Linked DNA regions of Mus musculus: regions 2, 3, 4 and 5 are each linked to region 1. Evidence: chromatin contacts called from public capture Hi-C and promoter capture Hi-C data. All regions are on one chromosome and are shown on one strand. The core of a region is the stretch at or near the end of the contact, and the rest is flanking DNA. Distances in the headings are between cores, read along the strand shown.

Region 1 (2,700 bases), core at 188-2,687:
TCATAAGTTGAAGAAATTTATTTCCTGATCAGCTTCAGGATCATTGTAACTATACACACACACACACACACACACACACACACACACACACACACACACACACGTAAGGCTGTATTTATTGAAGTGGCAAAATATACAAGATCATTGCCAATTTAAAAAAATTTTTTTTGTTTTTTTTTTTTGTTTGTTTGTTTTGGTTTTTGAGACAGGGTTTCTCTGTGTAGCCCTGGCTATCCTAGAACTCACTCTGTAGACCAGGCTGGCCTCGAACTCAGAAATTCACCTATCCTCTGCCTCCCAAGTGCTGGGACTAAAGGCGTGCACCATCACTGCATGGCTAAAAATTTGTTAAAAACTGAGAAGTGATCCTTCCCTCGGCATTCCTATCCTGGCTTAGGCCATTTGCTCAGTAGCCACAGGAGCATCCCAACCCCTCACCCTGTTGTTTATCAGTCAGCCAAAGGGAACCAGAGACCAGAGCAGACAAGACACAAGGCTGAGAGCAATCAGAACCCAGAGGATAGAGCAAGGAACTTCACAATCTCCAGTACCTTCACCGTGTATTCCCTATGAGAGACATGTCATGATAGGGCAGGGAGCCCCGCACAGGAAGAACCTGAAAGAAGAAGGTGAAAGTCTTACTAACACTAAAAAAAAGTGTAAAATATCAATACGTGGACCAGATGAAGCCATTTCCCCCTGGAGTCTGTGGTTACTGCTTCCCTGACCAAAAAATATTCTGTCTTCAGAGGTTGGGATGGGGACAGAGAAGTCAGGAGTGGGGACGTTGACAAGGAAGAAAATAGGGAGTTGGTAACTGAGATTTAATCTATTGTTCAGGGCTGTAACTCCAGCACTACCATAGGTCTGCCTTAGCATAAATAAATGGACTGATTGTACCTGAATAATAGAAATACTCTGTAGTGGTGCACCACTGTCTGTCTCTTCTCATCTCGGGGGTTTGGTACTCTGACACAGCTTGAAAGGAGCCACGGTGGACCTTGGTGCACTCTAGAAATCGGGATGAAGAACAAGGGAAAACATTCACATGCACAGTTTGGCAGGCCACACTGCACATGTATGGTGGCCATGCCCTCCTCGGCTCCCACCTAGTTCCTGTGGCTGCTCATAGATTTCCAGAGTGGGAAAGCAGGTCATTTCGCATAGCAGTTTATTTTCGTTCGTGACAAGGAAGAGAAATAATTACATCAGCCTGAGCATTATTTCAAAGTCTAAATTCAGATCTTCCGCGATTGGAAACTGTCAAACTTAAAATAAGACACTCCGCGAACGAAGTCTGTCTGCCTGAATCCAAGCGTGCACCAGCGAATGGATAGCGCAGACTGGAAATCCCGAAGGACCAGCATCTTCTTCCCAGGCAGGAGCTGCCCCTCCCCCACCTCAGTTACACCAGGGCTCACTGGGGAGGGGGCTGGGTGGTTCACGCCAGCTCCGGGCTGGAGAAAGCTAAGAGCTTCCCACCACCACTACCATATCCTCCACCCACCCACTGCCCGCCGAAAAGCGAGCTCAGAGTGATGGAGGCCTCCTGGCTGGAGACTCGTTGGGCGCGGCCCTTGCACCTGGCTTTGGTGTTCTGCCTGGCGCTGGTGCTGATGCAGGCCATGAAGCTCTACCTGCGGAGACAGCGACTGCTGCGCGACCTGAGCCCCTTCCCGGGGCCTCCCGCCCACTGGCTCCTGGGACACCAGAAGGTAGATGGAGGGAGGGGCGCAGCAGGATGCTGCCGAGGAAGCCAATAGCCTAGCCTCTGCTTCCATCCCTCCCATGCAGTTTTGAGCTATTCTAGGACTTCCAGCCTGGGGGATGGGGGAGGGTAGGGTGGCTCTCAGCTCCTCTGCAATACTAGGAACTCTCGCATTCCCCCGCGGAAGGGTTACTAGACAGGGAGGTTATTTGGGAAACGTGAATATTGTAAAAGAGCACTAGGTGTCAGCTCAGTCTCCAGTCGCCTTGGTATGTCTTCTGCGTGTATTGTTTAACACTCAGTGTGTTGCTCTAACTCATACTTAGTTGTAGAAAATGTTCAAAAGCGATAGCAATAGTTGACCCCTTGGTTCATTCAGGCCAGGAAAAAAAAAATGTCTTTTTAAAGCTTCCTGTAAAAGCGGGAGGGGCCGCACCCCATTGCTCTGCGGATACTGATTGCCCTATCACTTGCCATATCACTTGTTCCATGTCTCCTGTTTTCAAATCCACTTCCTACCCAGACTGATAAATTCTGTCAACACATTGGGAGTAGCAGCTGTGTGTGCTAAGTCCTAGGTCTACAAAAGGAAAGTGAGTCTTTTCCCTGACGGGCCCAAGTAAGGTACAGACTTGAGCACTAAGAGAAAATGAAAATCCTGGCTTGGAGGGATGGTGTGCCTCCTCCTAGGATCCCTGGGGGAAGAAAGAACCACTAGCTGTGAAGCGCCTGCACAAACTCTCCAGGAATGGGTGGGCTGGAAAGTCTGCCCTGGGGATTTTGCTCCTTGGCTTCCTCGACTATATTATATATATTATATTATTATATTATATCTCTGCCATGTATCATTTCCATGTGCCATGTGGTGACTCGAGGTCCCTTCAGATACACTCAGATGCACATAAACCATGCTCTCTTGTCTTTTCTTTCTCTCTTCCTTCCTTCCTTCCTTCCTTTCTTTCTTTCTTCCCTTCTTTCTTTCTTTCTTTCTT
Region 2 (2,700 bases), core at 2-2,501, 710 kb before region 1:
CTCTGCCTCCTGAATGCTGGGATTAAAGGCATGTGCCACCACGCCCAGCTTGTTTTTTTTGTTTGTTTGTTTGTTTGTTTTTTGTTTTTTATTTTATTTATTTATTTATTTTGCTAGTTCACTTCTATACACAATCCTGACTCCGTGTCTATTCTTCACAGTACTTCCAGCCCAGGCCCTTTAGAAGGCCCGAAGCTAGGGACAGTGGGCAGCAGCTCTCTGATGGCTGGGGATCCAGGGAAACATTATACATCAACCACTCAGCTGGTTCTTGGCACAAGGCCTGTGGTCAACAAGTTTGAGCTCCCTCCTCATACTGCAAGGTCAATTCCACGTGTAAATCCCAGAGGCTCCAAGGCTCAGGTTACATCAGCTTCTCCCCCCAGGGCCTCCCTGAAATATGCCAGATCAAAACACTCTTTCCTGGAAATCACAATCGTATGTATCAGTACCATTGCATGTGGGCAATTTACATATAAGCATACTTAACCCTCACAGTGACATTATTATATTCGTTTTAAAAAGCTCTAAGAGAGAAAAATGAGTTGTTCTAGGATGCTTCCTAGGAGAGGGGAAAGCATAGCTCACCCCCAAAGTCAAGCACTCCCACCCTCTTACCTAGCTTCTGATGGTCCACAGTCCTACAGCTATAGGAAAGAGACTGCATCCTACCCACACTCCCACCTCTCTGTTGAAAAAAGTGTGGCAGAATCATTTGTATACTATATTGCAAAATAAGTGGAAACCGCCAATTTAACACAACGAAGTACACATATTTTATAATGTGCTCATGCCAGTGAACTGTCTTGAGCCCTGTCAGTCTTGAGTGTATCCTTGTTTGGTCTGAGGCTCAAACTCCTTATAGGCTGAGCTCCTCCTCGACAGCCCGTACCCACCGGCTCCGGACCTGTCACAACCCAAGCCTGTCCATAAGCACGGGCTGAGAGTCCGAAAGAGGATCTTATGCGCTGCGGTCTGGGCAGGGAAGCAGCTTTGAGGACAGTTCTAAAAGGATGTCCCCTTCGGCTGCTCCTCCGCAGAAGAACCGGGTCTTAACCTCGAGCTGCTCAGAAGGCCCTGTCTGCCCCTCCCGGGCGACTGCAGCGCCGCACCCCAGACCCCGGCCCCGTTTCCCCGCCGAGGGACTCCTCGCTGGCTCACTTTTACCTTAGTTGACCACCGCGGGAACGGCCGCGAGCACCCCCACCTGCAGGTCTCCGTCGAGAACGCGGAAGAGGCGGAGCTAAACTCAGGGGGAGGGCCCGAGCAGAAGGAGGCGTGAGGGGGAGGAGTCACGCCTGCGCCCCGAGGGCCACACGTGGCGAGAAGCAAGGCCAGTTCACTGCGCAGGCGTGGCATATCAGAGCGTCCTCTGGTTGTTGCGGGTTTCTTTTACAAGCGGAAAGTGGAAGACGCTGCAGGTGCAAATAGTTACTTCTGCGAGCCAGAACGGAGTTCTTGTAAACCTGAGGGCAGCTCTGTTAAGTAAAGTTTATTTTTGAGACAAGGCCTTTTGTATACTCCAGACTTGACTTCAAACTCGTTTTTCTTCTGACTCAGTCTCCAGAGTTCTCTGATTACAGACGCACACCACCGGGCATGACTGTAAAATTTCTATAAAGGTCTGCGTATACAGAAGTTCATTACTTCCGGTAATTAAATTTTTTAAATTGTTGTTTTTCTAAATAGTCTCACTATGTAACCCTGGCTGGCCTCAAACTTAAAGAGATCTACCTGCCTCTGCCTTCTGAGTGCTAGTATTAAAGGTGTGTGCCACTACAGCAGCTAAAACAACAGCTAAAACAAATGTTCTTAAAGATCTATTTCTTTTTCTCTCTCCTCTCTGCTCTCTCTCCTCTCTGCTCTCTCTCTCTCTCTCTCTCTCTCTCTCTCTCTCTCTCTCTCTCTCTCTCTTCTCTCCCCCTCCCCCCTCCCCCCTCTCCCCCTCTCCCCTCTGTGTACTAATTAGAGTAGTACCCCAACCAGCCTCCTTGCCTCACTTCCACAGGCTGCAGATGCCTGAGACGGGAAGACGGGGTGCTTGGTTTCAGTTCAGGTTCTGACGCAGTTTTCTTTTGTGTGGTGAAGTAAACTTCCCTATCCCATTCAGTATTGTTGTTAGGGTCTGGAGAGTAAGGGGCTTAAAGAGCATCTCCGTTTCCCATCACTCCTCTAAAACACATTTATTCCCTCTTCTGGCCTATGTGTTCAACTATATGAGGGAAGGAAGTGGAAGTATTCAAGACTTTGCTAGATTTCAAATCTAGATGAAGACTGGAAAGGGACGTCTTTTTCCCAAGCATTTGTATTTACTTCCTTTCCAAATTTGAGTCCCCTTCAAAGGCTGGATATTGCAATCTCTTTCAACTTATAACCTTCCAGGCCCACCAAACTTCGTGTCTTCACTGCCCTTTCTAGTCTATTCCCCAACCCTTGATAGCCAACCAGTCCAGGGTCACTCAAGCATAGATTGGGATCCAGATTCTCAAAATTACTACCCACCTCCCCATGGCAACCATGATGGTTAATTAACATTGGATAAAGGCTCTAGGGTGCTCCCAGGAAGGAGGGCAAACCATGTAGAACTCAGACCTTCCTCTGGCCTATTTGACCGCATTCCATAGTTCCATACTGTGGTAGCCACGAACATATAAAAGGGCCACAGGGCTCATGAACGCTGAGTTCATCCAGCATCATTAG
Region 3 (2,700 bases), core at 184-2,683, 750 kb before region 1:
TGAGATGTAGGAGGTAGGGGTGGGTGGTTTGTTTATGAAGGTGATGTAGGAGGCACAGAAACAAAGGATCAGGGACTGTGGGGGTGCAAATTGGAGGTGTGTGCGCGCGCGTGTGTGTGTGTGTGTGTGTGTATGTGTGTCTCCCCAGCACTCAGCTCTGGATGGGGATTCAGTACCTATCTGGGGAAGGAGCTACATGCTATGCAGGCCACAGGTTTGCAGGCTCTTGGCTCTAGGCTCTGCTCAGGTAAAGCAGATTGGTCACTTACCATCCTTGGCTAGAACTGGGCCAGGTAACACCAATCCCACTGCCCCCTCCCCTTCCATCTCCAGCTCTCTCTCTTCCAAGACCTCTAGTGTGGCCTTCTAGGCTCCACTGCTGCTCCTCTCCACTCAAACCTGATGGTCAGGAAGCCACAGGGAGGGGACCTGCCCTGCTGTCCTCCCAGATTGAATGCTCCTGGCATTCAGTGTTTAAAGATATGGAGCTTCAGGCTCTCCTGGGACAGGGACGTAGGGTGAGAGGTGGCATTCTACATCAATGGGCCTGACCAGGACAGACAGACAGACAGACAGACAGACAGACAGACAGACAGCTGCTTGCTGTTGACTCAATGGAGGAGAGTCTTGTCTGAGCTGTCTTGTTTTACAGGACTCTATCACCCCATTCCATCTAGGTTGATGAATCCTGCTACAAACGCAAGATCCCACCAGGTAAAGGTGTTGGACACCAACCCGTCTTCCCTTGCCCTCCCAGCACACTCACTCAACCAGCCCGCAGCCAGCTCTCCTTCCTGCACGCCGAGGCTGCACTGTTTATAACTTCTTAGGCTTTCATTCTCTCCAACCACTGACCAGCCAAGCCCTTCACCTCTTATTCACCTCACCAGACCCCTGCTTCCCAGAAAAATCCCCTCCCTCTGCCTCAGCTTGTGTTTGCTCACCAAGCCCAGCAGCACCAAGGAAGATACCACCCACAGCAGCAGCAGCCTTGGACACGGAGACACCGATGATGATGCTGCCGGCCACCAGGCCGAGGGCCACACAGGCCAGCTGCAGGCAGCGGAAGTCTCTGGTGCTGATGGGGATGTCCATGCAGGTCTACCCTGGGGCGCTGCTTCCAGGCCTCCTGGGAGTCTTGGACTTCTTGGATGGATGCTTCCTTGTTGGGACGCCACACCCAGGGTGGAAACTTTTGGGCTGTAAGTCTTTAGGCCGGTCTGGGCCTGGGATTTATCTGCAACCTTATCCCACAGTTTTCCAGGGGCCCGGAGGCCTAGCTTGACCTCAACACCCCAGTTTACTCTTCCTTTTGTGAAGGGCTCTGCGGCCAGAAACCACTTTGGGGGTTCCTGCCTGGCCACATTTCCACTTTGGCCAGGGTTCTAGTGACGTGGGTCTGCCTCATGGGGTCCTCCTCTGTCAGCTGTCACCTAGGATCTCAGGGAGCTGGGCCCAAGTTCTCTTGCTCAACTTTGCCAGCTCTGTCGACCCTGCTCAGTTGCCTTGGAGCCTGGGCCTATTAAAGTTTAAAGAAATGCAAGGCGGGGGTCAGGGGCAGGCCTAGGAAACAGGTTTCTCGGAGGTACAGGCAGCAAGCAGGTGATGAGTTATTCATGAGCCTGCAATATGAGCTTCTGTTTGCATCCCCAGGGTCCAGTGGGCAGGCAGCCTAGGTTCCACTGTTGGTTCCTGAGCAGGAAGGCTGGGCTTATGGCTTCGTATGAAGCTCAGAGGGTAAGGATGTGAGGAGACTCCCCAGTCACATGCTCAAGGCTGACCCTGCTGGTCTCTGCCCCTTGGCGTAGCGGTGCACCTGGGGCCCTGCTTGGAAACATGGAAGGAGGGGTAGTCCTCCAGGTCTACTCTTCCCGGTGCCTCCCATGCTTCTCCAACTGTTCTGTCAGCTGCTGGGCCTAGGTAAGGCTGAGAGCTCTTAACCTAAGCCTTGATCTTAAGACATCCCATTTATCTCAGGTAGGCATTGGTACCACCCCATTTAAGCTTCTAGTAGGAGGAAAGGCTAAACCCTGGCAATTCCTGGCTGGGAAGAGCCAGCTGGGTAGGGTAGGGCTGGACAGAGGGACTGGGCAAGAAGTGTCATGAAACTGGGACATGGTAGGGACCTTTTAGCTTGAGGACCTCTAGCCAGCCTGGCTGACATGGTCATCCTGTTTGGAGGACCAACCCAACTAAGCCTGAGCAGTAGTAGCACAAACAAGTCCAGTCCTGATTCCCATCCCTCTTTCCTAGAGCCTAGCTCCAACCCTCATCAATAATTGCATTCCCTGAATCTATATGGATCAGGGTATTCCCAGTCCTCCAGCACAGACCTGTTCCCTTCTCTAACCTGGGGACACTTCTCAAAGCCACATTACCCTGCACTGAATCCCCAGGCCTCCCTTCCATTGCTCATTTCTCACTACCAGGCCTTCGGTCTCCATCAGCCTCACAATCCCCTCTCTCCACTGCTTCTCCTTCCTCAAGCTCTTTTTTCCTTCTCCCTGCTGAGCATTTGCCTGGTGCTTGCTGTCTAGTAAACCTCTCCTTGTCCCTCAAGACCTACATGGACAGCCATTCCTGTGCAGCCTTCCTGACCATGCCTGGGCTGTTCTGCCATCCCGCCTGAAGGGCTCCCTCCTCTTCTTTGTTCTGCTTTCTTTGGAGACTGTGAACTCTGCTTTGGATCCTGGTCTGTTT
Region 4 (2,700 bases), core at 72-2,571, 810 kb before region 1:
CTCCGCCATGCCTTAACCCCCAAGAAAATAAACAGCCCACTTCCTCAGAGCTAGGCCAGAGAGTTTGCTTGTAGACCTGAGCAATGTCAGAACTAGGATCCAGCTGCCTGTCTGTCCAGACACCTGGATTACACTTGACCCGAAAAAATCACACAAGGCTTCTTTACCAACACACAAAGAAAATCCCACAGTTACACATGGACTGTGGTTACATGAGCACCAGTAACAAAGACACAACACATTCTAGTCCCAGCCACTGAGGCCAAAGACACCTTGCACAGAGTACTGACCACACAAGCATAGAACACACACCCTTCTCTCCAGGTACCACTGTCGTATAGACACAGCCTTCCAGGCTTCCACAGAGTCATGGCCACAGTAGCCAATCTTGCACTACAAGGTTCCCACATTAACGGGGACACCTGACCCCTTGGCACACACCTCAGACACACAAGGCCTTCTCTGGTTCCACAGCCTCCTGCATAACGACCTCTTCCTATGAATCAGTTGCACCTGGAAGGAGAAGGAGGCTGACAAGAACCTCAAACCCTATCCAGGGATTTTTCCGCTTTGTGAATCATTGCTCTCTCTCTCTCTCTCTCTCTCTCTCTCTCTCTCTCTCTCTCTCTCTCTTTCTCTTTCTCTCTCCCTCTCCCGCGGAGACAGAGACAGGTGCATGTGTGTTGTATGTGCACGAAGAAGTGAGTTCGGCAGACTCAGCCTCCCAACTCTCTCCAAGAGCATCCTGCTGTCGGAAGTTCCACCCTGTATGGGTTGAGCTTGGGTGGTGAGTACTGAGTGCAGGTTGTGTTCGTGCGGGTGTTGTGGTACCAGAAGTGTTTGTGTGTGTGTGTGTGTGTGTGTGTGTGTGCGCGCGCGCTTGCGCTTGCGGTTGCTTAAGCATGCAGTTGCCCAGTTCAACCTTGTTGTGACAGCTGGGGAGGGAGACAAAGCCCTCCTTAAGCCATCGCAGAGCACCCCAAGGTCAAGGGAGACCAGGTAGACCTAGGTGAAGGTTTCTCAGTACTCCTCAACTCCGTAGGGATTGACCTGCGGCTTTACCGCCCAAGATCCAGAGCCAGCAATGACGGAACGATATTCTCGGGGAAATGATGGACGCTGCCGGGGTCCCTAGTTCCTCTAAAGGTTTGACCCGGGCTGCCTAGGCCTTGAGCTGCGTAGATGTTCCAGAGGGGCTGGGCGGGGCCGGGGCGAGAGTGGCGTGTGATTGGCAGCCACAGGGGCCAGTAGGGAGCGCGCGGCCCCGCGCCTTGCGCCCGGGAAACGCGGTTTAAAACTCCAGCTCCAGCCCGGACGCGCGTAGATGGCAGCGGCAGCGGCGGCGCGGGCCAAGGAGACCAGGTGCGAGCGGGCGGGGCTGGCGGGGTGCAGCCAGGAGCGGCCTGGGACCCGGCGGGACTGGGAGGGCTCGGGCGGTCAGCTCCGGGGACCTTCTCCTCGTTTGCGGTCCTGTAGTCTGGGAGTCGGTGGGCGGATCGGAAAGTTTGAAGAGGGTGAGAGACTTGGAAGGCGACAGACACTTAAGCCTTAGGGGAGACGAGATCCGAGGCAGGAGGAGGGAGCTCCATGGGGAGAAAGAGGGAGCGGAGCGATCCCCAGGGTCGGACACGAAGCCAGGGCGACAGAAGGAAAGAACTAGAAATTCCGAGGCAGAAAGGAGGGCAAGTCGTGGGTAGAAAAGCGCTGAGGCGGAGACGGAAGCCTCGGCCGGCGAGACGCAGGCACCCGCAGAGAACGCTTCGGATCCGTCACGGTTTTGCCTCATTTGGAAGATATTACTTCGCCCCTGAAAAAAAATAAATACAAAAAAGGTTTGGATATTAAGCGGAGACAAATCCTTTTTCAGTTTGGAAGGGGGCGGCGGGTGGGGGGTGGGTAGTCAGGGTAATGCAGAGCAGATGCGCCCCGAGGCGTCACGCAGCCCGCGGCCCAGGCTGGAGAGGGGGCGCGGTCCTCCGCCCAGGTTCCTTGCCCGGGATCCCGCAGGGCCACCTACACCTCCCAGCGTCCCTATTCCCGAGTACCCCGCAATACTGGGATTTAGCTCAGAATTCATCCTTTCTGGCTACCTAGGGCTCCTTGTCTCCTGGGATTGCGACTTTACACGAATTATTTGGCCGGGGTGGTTTGGCGCTTAGCCTGCCTCTGCCCTCGTAGACACGACCTCAGGTTAGGATCTTTCAGGTGGGTTTTTGGTCCGCAACGGCCTTAGTTCTCTGGAATTCGTTTGGCCTCCCACGGCCTGTTTTGGCGTGGAGCTGGCGTGGAGCGGGCGAACTCCAGCAGGGAATTCAGGCTGGGGCGGCGTTTGGGAGGCAGGGATCAAAAAATGAAGGGCTCTGCCAGGGTCTCTCCTCTCTGGGCCTCTCATTCCGGTGGCCATAACCCATCTTGGACGGCGACAAGCTAGGGCCTCTAATGGACCTTTCTGGATCTTGGCTGAAGTTTCTTAAGTTCCCAGACCCTGATCAGGGGCCTCCAAGGCCCGGGCGGTGCCTTTAGAGCACTTAGGGGGAAAACATCTTCTTCCTCAAATTCCTATCAATCTGGGGACCAAATCCTGGTAGGGGGCTGAGGGCTCTCGGTGGTGCAGTTGTGTAGTGACTTGTCGGAGAAACCAAGGCTAGGCTCTGGGAGAATTGTATCTAGAGGCCGGGCCTTTCGCCTTTCCCTTTTTGG
Region 5 (2,700 bases), core at 37-2,536, 600 kb before region 1:
CCTAGATTTGAAGCTCTTGTTAGACATTAGAGTGACTGCTTACTCTTTATTAAGAGTTAGAACTTGCCCTGTCCAACATCCTTTCTCCCTGTTTTCCAAGGCCTACTTCCCTTTTTCTTCCAAGGGACTCCCCTCTCCTTCTCATCCATTTGCCCGGCTGGTAGTAGTGCAAGATGCCTTTTGCCCATTTCAGCCCTCCCCACTGCTACACTCACTTGACAAAACGAGAGCGATTTCCAATTGCTCCAAATTCCTCTTCGTCTGTGCTGGACTCTGAGTCTGAGTCAGGAGGCTCAGTGCGAAGCAGGCGGTGGCTGCCTGAGCCTTGCTTGGTCTTCTTTCTCCGATGGTCACCAGCCAGGCCGATCAACGCATTGAGCTCTTTGCGCTTTTTCATCTTTTTGTGGGGGGTGAGTGGCGGGCCCACTCCTGAGCTGCCAGGTTCGTAGCCAACACCCAACTCTCTCGCTGACTTGGAGCTGCCTTCCAGGGTTGGAAATCCTGGGCCTGAGCCCCCTGATCACTCCCACCCAGAGGTGGGACTGACCAGATCTACTGAGGGCTGGAGAATAGAGCCCAGAGAAAATTGGACTCAGGTGGATGGGGGATGGGGGGTGGGGGAAGTTACATAGAGATGGCCAAGGAACTGGAGATCTAAATGGATAAATTTCTGAAACAACTATTACCTGTCAAAAGGAAAACGAAACAAAACAACCCGCTAAGTCAAGCACGAGATTCTAAGTCGTGTAGGCAACCAATATTTCTAGGAGTGCTCCAGAAAGCGGGAGAAAGATACACAAAACTAAGGTACTTTAGATCTCTGGGACAAGATTCCCAATGCAGAAGGAAAATAAACTTGTTTTTGAATGGGAGGAGAGGAGACTTTGCAGAGCAGGCAGTGGGAACTCGCTGATCCTTAACTGGAGAGGTGGTGACAGGAGAGCGCCAACACTGCCTGGGCGCCTAGAAAACTCCCAGGCCGGGACGCCCACCAGGATTCGGGATGATCACCTTCCCGTGGCTTCTGTCCTGAGTTTGTAGAGACCCGCGCGAGAGGAGCGGGAGCCCTGCTGCTAGGGCCTGGAGGGGGCGCAGTGATGAGGGGTGACCACCGCTCCGCCAGCCTGAAGTGTTCCGCCACCAGCGACTTCCGCAACTCACACGCGCCGCGGCCAGTCCAGCCGCGTCTCCGGCCCCTGCTTCGGTCGCGACTTCTCTGGATGTGCTGGCGGTGGCGGCCGCCGCAGGCTCCAGACCCGGGCCATAGCTCCAGTCTTAGCTCACTTCCCCTTTGGCAGCGGCCCCGGGCAAGGCTTGCCAGTAAGCCGCGCCCCCATTGGGCGCCCCTTGGTGACGTCACGCAGGAGGGCGCGTGTGGTGCTGGGGAGGTGGAACGTTAAAGGGGCCGCGGCTCTGGCTCGTGCTGGGTCTGGAGCCACAGTTAGTAGGCCCCGCCCCTGTCGGACCGCGGCTGACCGCATCAACTTACAGCGGAGGCAGAGTTTTGCTTGCTGAGAAGCAGGGGCGGGGACTGGCACCCGAGGCTCCACCTTCTGAAAAGTTCTTGAAAGACTCCATCCCTCTTACTCTTAGGTTCTTTAGGCTCATTGTTTTAATGGCCCAGTTGAATAATTCATCCGTCCTTCCATCCATCCCTCCACCCATCTATCCATCTATCCACCCACCCACCCATCCATCCAATAAATATTTACTGGTGGTGAAATATCGAGACTATTCTAGCTCTGGGGATGCTGCCATAAACACAATAACCAATGTGTTTTCCTTTCTGTATAGAGTTGCCAGATTTAGCAAATAAAATACTGAACACTAGTAAATTTCCAATACCAGATAAACAGTGATTTTTGGGGAGGGGGGAGGGAGTTGGACAGAGGCTTTCTATGTAGTCCTGGCTGCCCTAGAGCTAGCTATGTAGACCAGGCTGTTCTTGAACTCGCAAAGATCTGCCTGCCTTGGTCCTGAGTTCTGGGATTAATGGCATGCATCCTCACACCTGGTTTAGCTATTTTTTTTTTAAATTATAAGAGCCCTCCAATATCTATGACAACTTCATATTGAAAAATAATTCATTGTTTATCTGAAATTTAAATTCAATTGGGCTTCCTCTATTTTATCTGCTCATCTGCTCCAGCTTGTATTTGAGCATGAAAGCAACAATAGGCACACATATTACACTTTAGAAGTGGATGCATATTATGAAGGAAACCCAAATAAGATAGGGTGAGGCATGCCTGTTGTCTTTGATGAAGGGATTTTTGGGCATAGATCCTTAGGAAGCCAGAGAGTAAGTAAAATGGTATCATGAAGGAGTGCTCAGAAAGACCTGGTTTGGAAAAAAAAAAGTGATAGGAAATGAAGTTACAGAAACATCAGGAAGTAAACCTTGCAGGGTTTTGTAGAAGGAGTTTGAAAAACCATTGAGGAACATACTCTGAATTTTCAGTTTATAGAAGATGACTCTAGGGGCTGCAGAGATGGCTCAGGGATTAAGAGAGCACTGACTGCTCTTCCAGAGGACCTGGGTTCAATTACTAGCATCTGCATGGCAGCTCACAACTGTCTGTAACTCCAGTTCCAGGAGCTCCAAGGCCCTCATATAGACATACACGCAGGAAGAACACCAATGCACATAAAATTAAAAATAAGTAATTTTTTAAAAAAAAGATGACTCTGACTACTGTT

What was found. Promoter capture Hi-C pulls out the DNA fragments that hold promoters and counts their contacts. Capture Hi-C pulls out chosen DNA fragments and counts their contacts.
Region 2: a contact with region 1 is called in a promoter capture Hi-C map of hippocampal neurons, with 2.8 times the contacts expected there. The contact joins the promoter of Mknk1 here to the promoter of Cyp4x1 in region 1. A contact is called at or near these places in 3 of 39 promoter capture datasets (cranial neural crest, hippocampal neurons and stem cell-derived epiblast-like cells).
Region 3: a promoter capture Hi-C map of hippocampal neurons shows a contact between it and region 1, with 5 times the contacts expected there. The contact joins the promoter of Kncn here to the promoter of Cyp4x1 in region 1. A contact is called at or near these places in 3 of 39 promoter capture datasets (the C10 cell line, cranial neural crest and hippocampal neurons).
Region 4: a capture Hi-C map of embryonic stem cells shows a contact between it and region 1, with 7 times the contacts expected there. The contact joins the promoter of Dmbx1 here to the promoter of Cyp4x1 in region 1. A contact is called at or near these places in 2 of 39 promoter capture datasets (hippocampal neurons and pre-B cells) and 1 of 9 other capture datasets (embryonic stem cells).
Region 5: a contact with region 1 is called in a promoter capture Hi-C map of embryonic stem cells, with 5 times the contacts expected there. The contact joins the promoter of Efcab14 here to the promoter of Cyp4x1 in region 1. A contact is called at or near these places in 10 of 39 promoter capture datasets (HPC-7-derived erythroid cells, cranial neural crest, embryonic stem cells and 5 more) and 2 of 115 datasets of contacts at active chromatin or transcription factors (both in embryonic stem cells).

What each region holds. Positions count from the first base shown.
Region 1 is chr4:115,132,816-115,135,515 of GRCm38.p6, reverse strand. Cyp4x1 (cytochrome P450, family 4, subfamily x, polypeptide 1) reads left to right here and starts at 1,437. Exons shown (of 12, transcript NM_001003947.2): 1 at 1,437-1,715. The coding sequence starts at 1,539. Cyp4x1os (cytochrome P450, family 4, subfamily x, polypeptide 1, opposite strand) reads right to left here and starts at 1,684. Exons shown (of 4, transcript NR_131922.1): 1 at 1,110-1,684; 2 at 901-1,011; 3 at 552-616.
Region 2 is chr4:115,837,749-115,840,448 of GRCm38.p6, reverse strand. Mknk1 (MAP kinase-interacting serine/threonine kinase 1) reads right to left here and starts at 1,251. Exons shown (of 13, transcript NM_021461.5): 1 at 1,168-1,251.
Region 3 is chr4:115,883,133-115,885,832 of GRCm38.p6, reverse strand. Kncn (kinocilin) reads right to left here and starts at 1,433. Exons shown (of 4, transcript NM_001039124.4): 1 at 945-1,433. The coding sequence starts at 1,095.
Region 4 is chr4:115,938,547-115,941,246 of GRCm38.p6, reverse strand. Dmbx1 (diencephalon/mesencephalon homeobox 1) reads left to right here and starts at 1,321. Exons shown (of 5, transcript NM_001025567.1): 1 at 1,321-1,362.
Region 5 is chr4:115,736,356-115,739,055 of GRCm38.p6, reverse strand. Efcab14 (EF-hand calcium binding domain 14) reads right to left here and starts at 1,286. Exons shown (of 11, transcript NM_001368627.1): 1 at 216-1,286. The coding sequence starts at 397.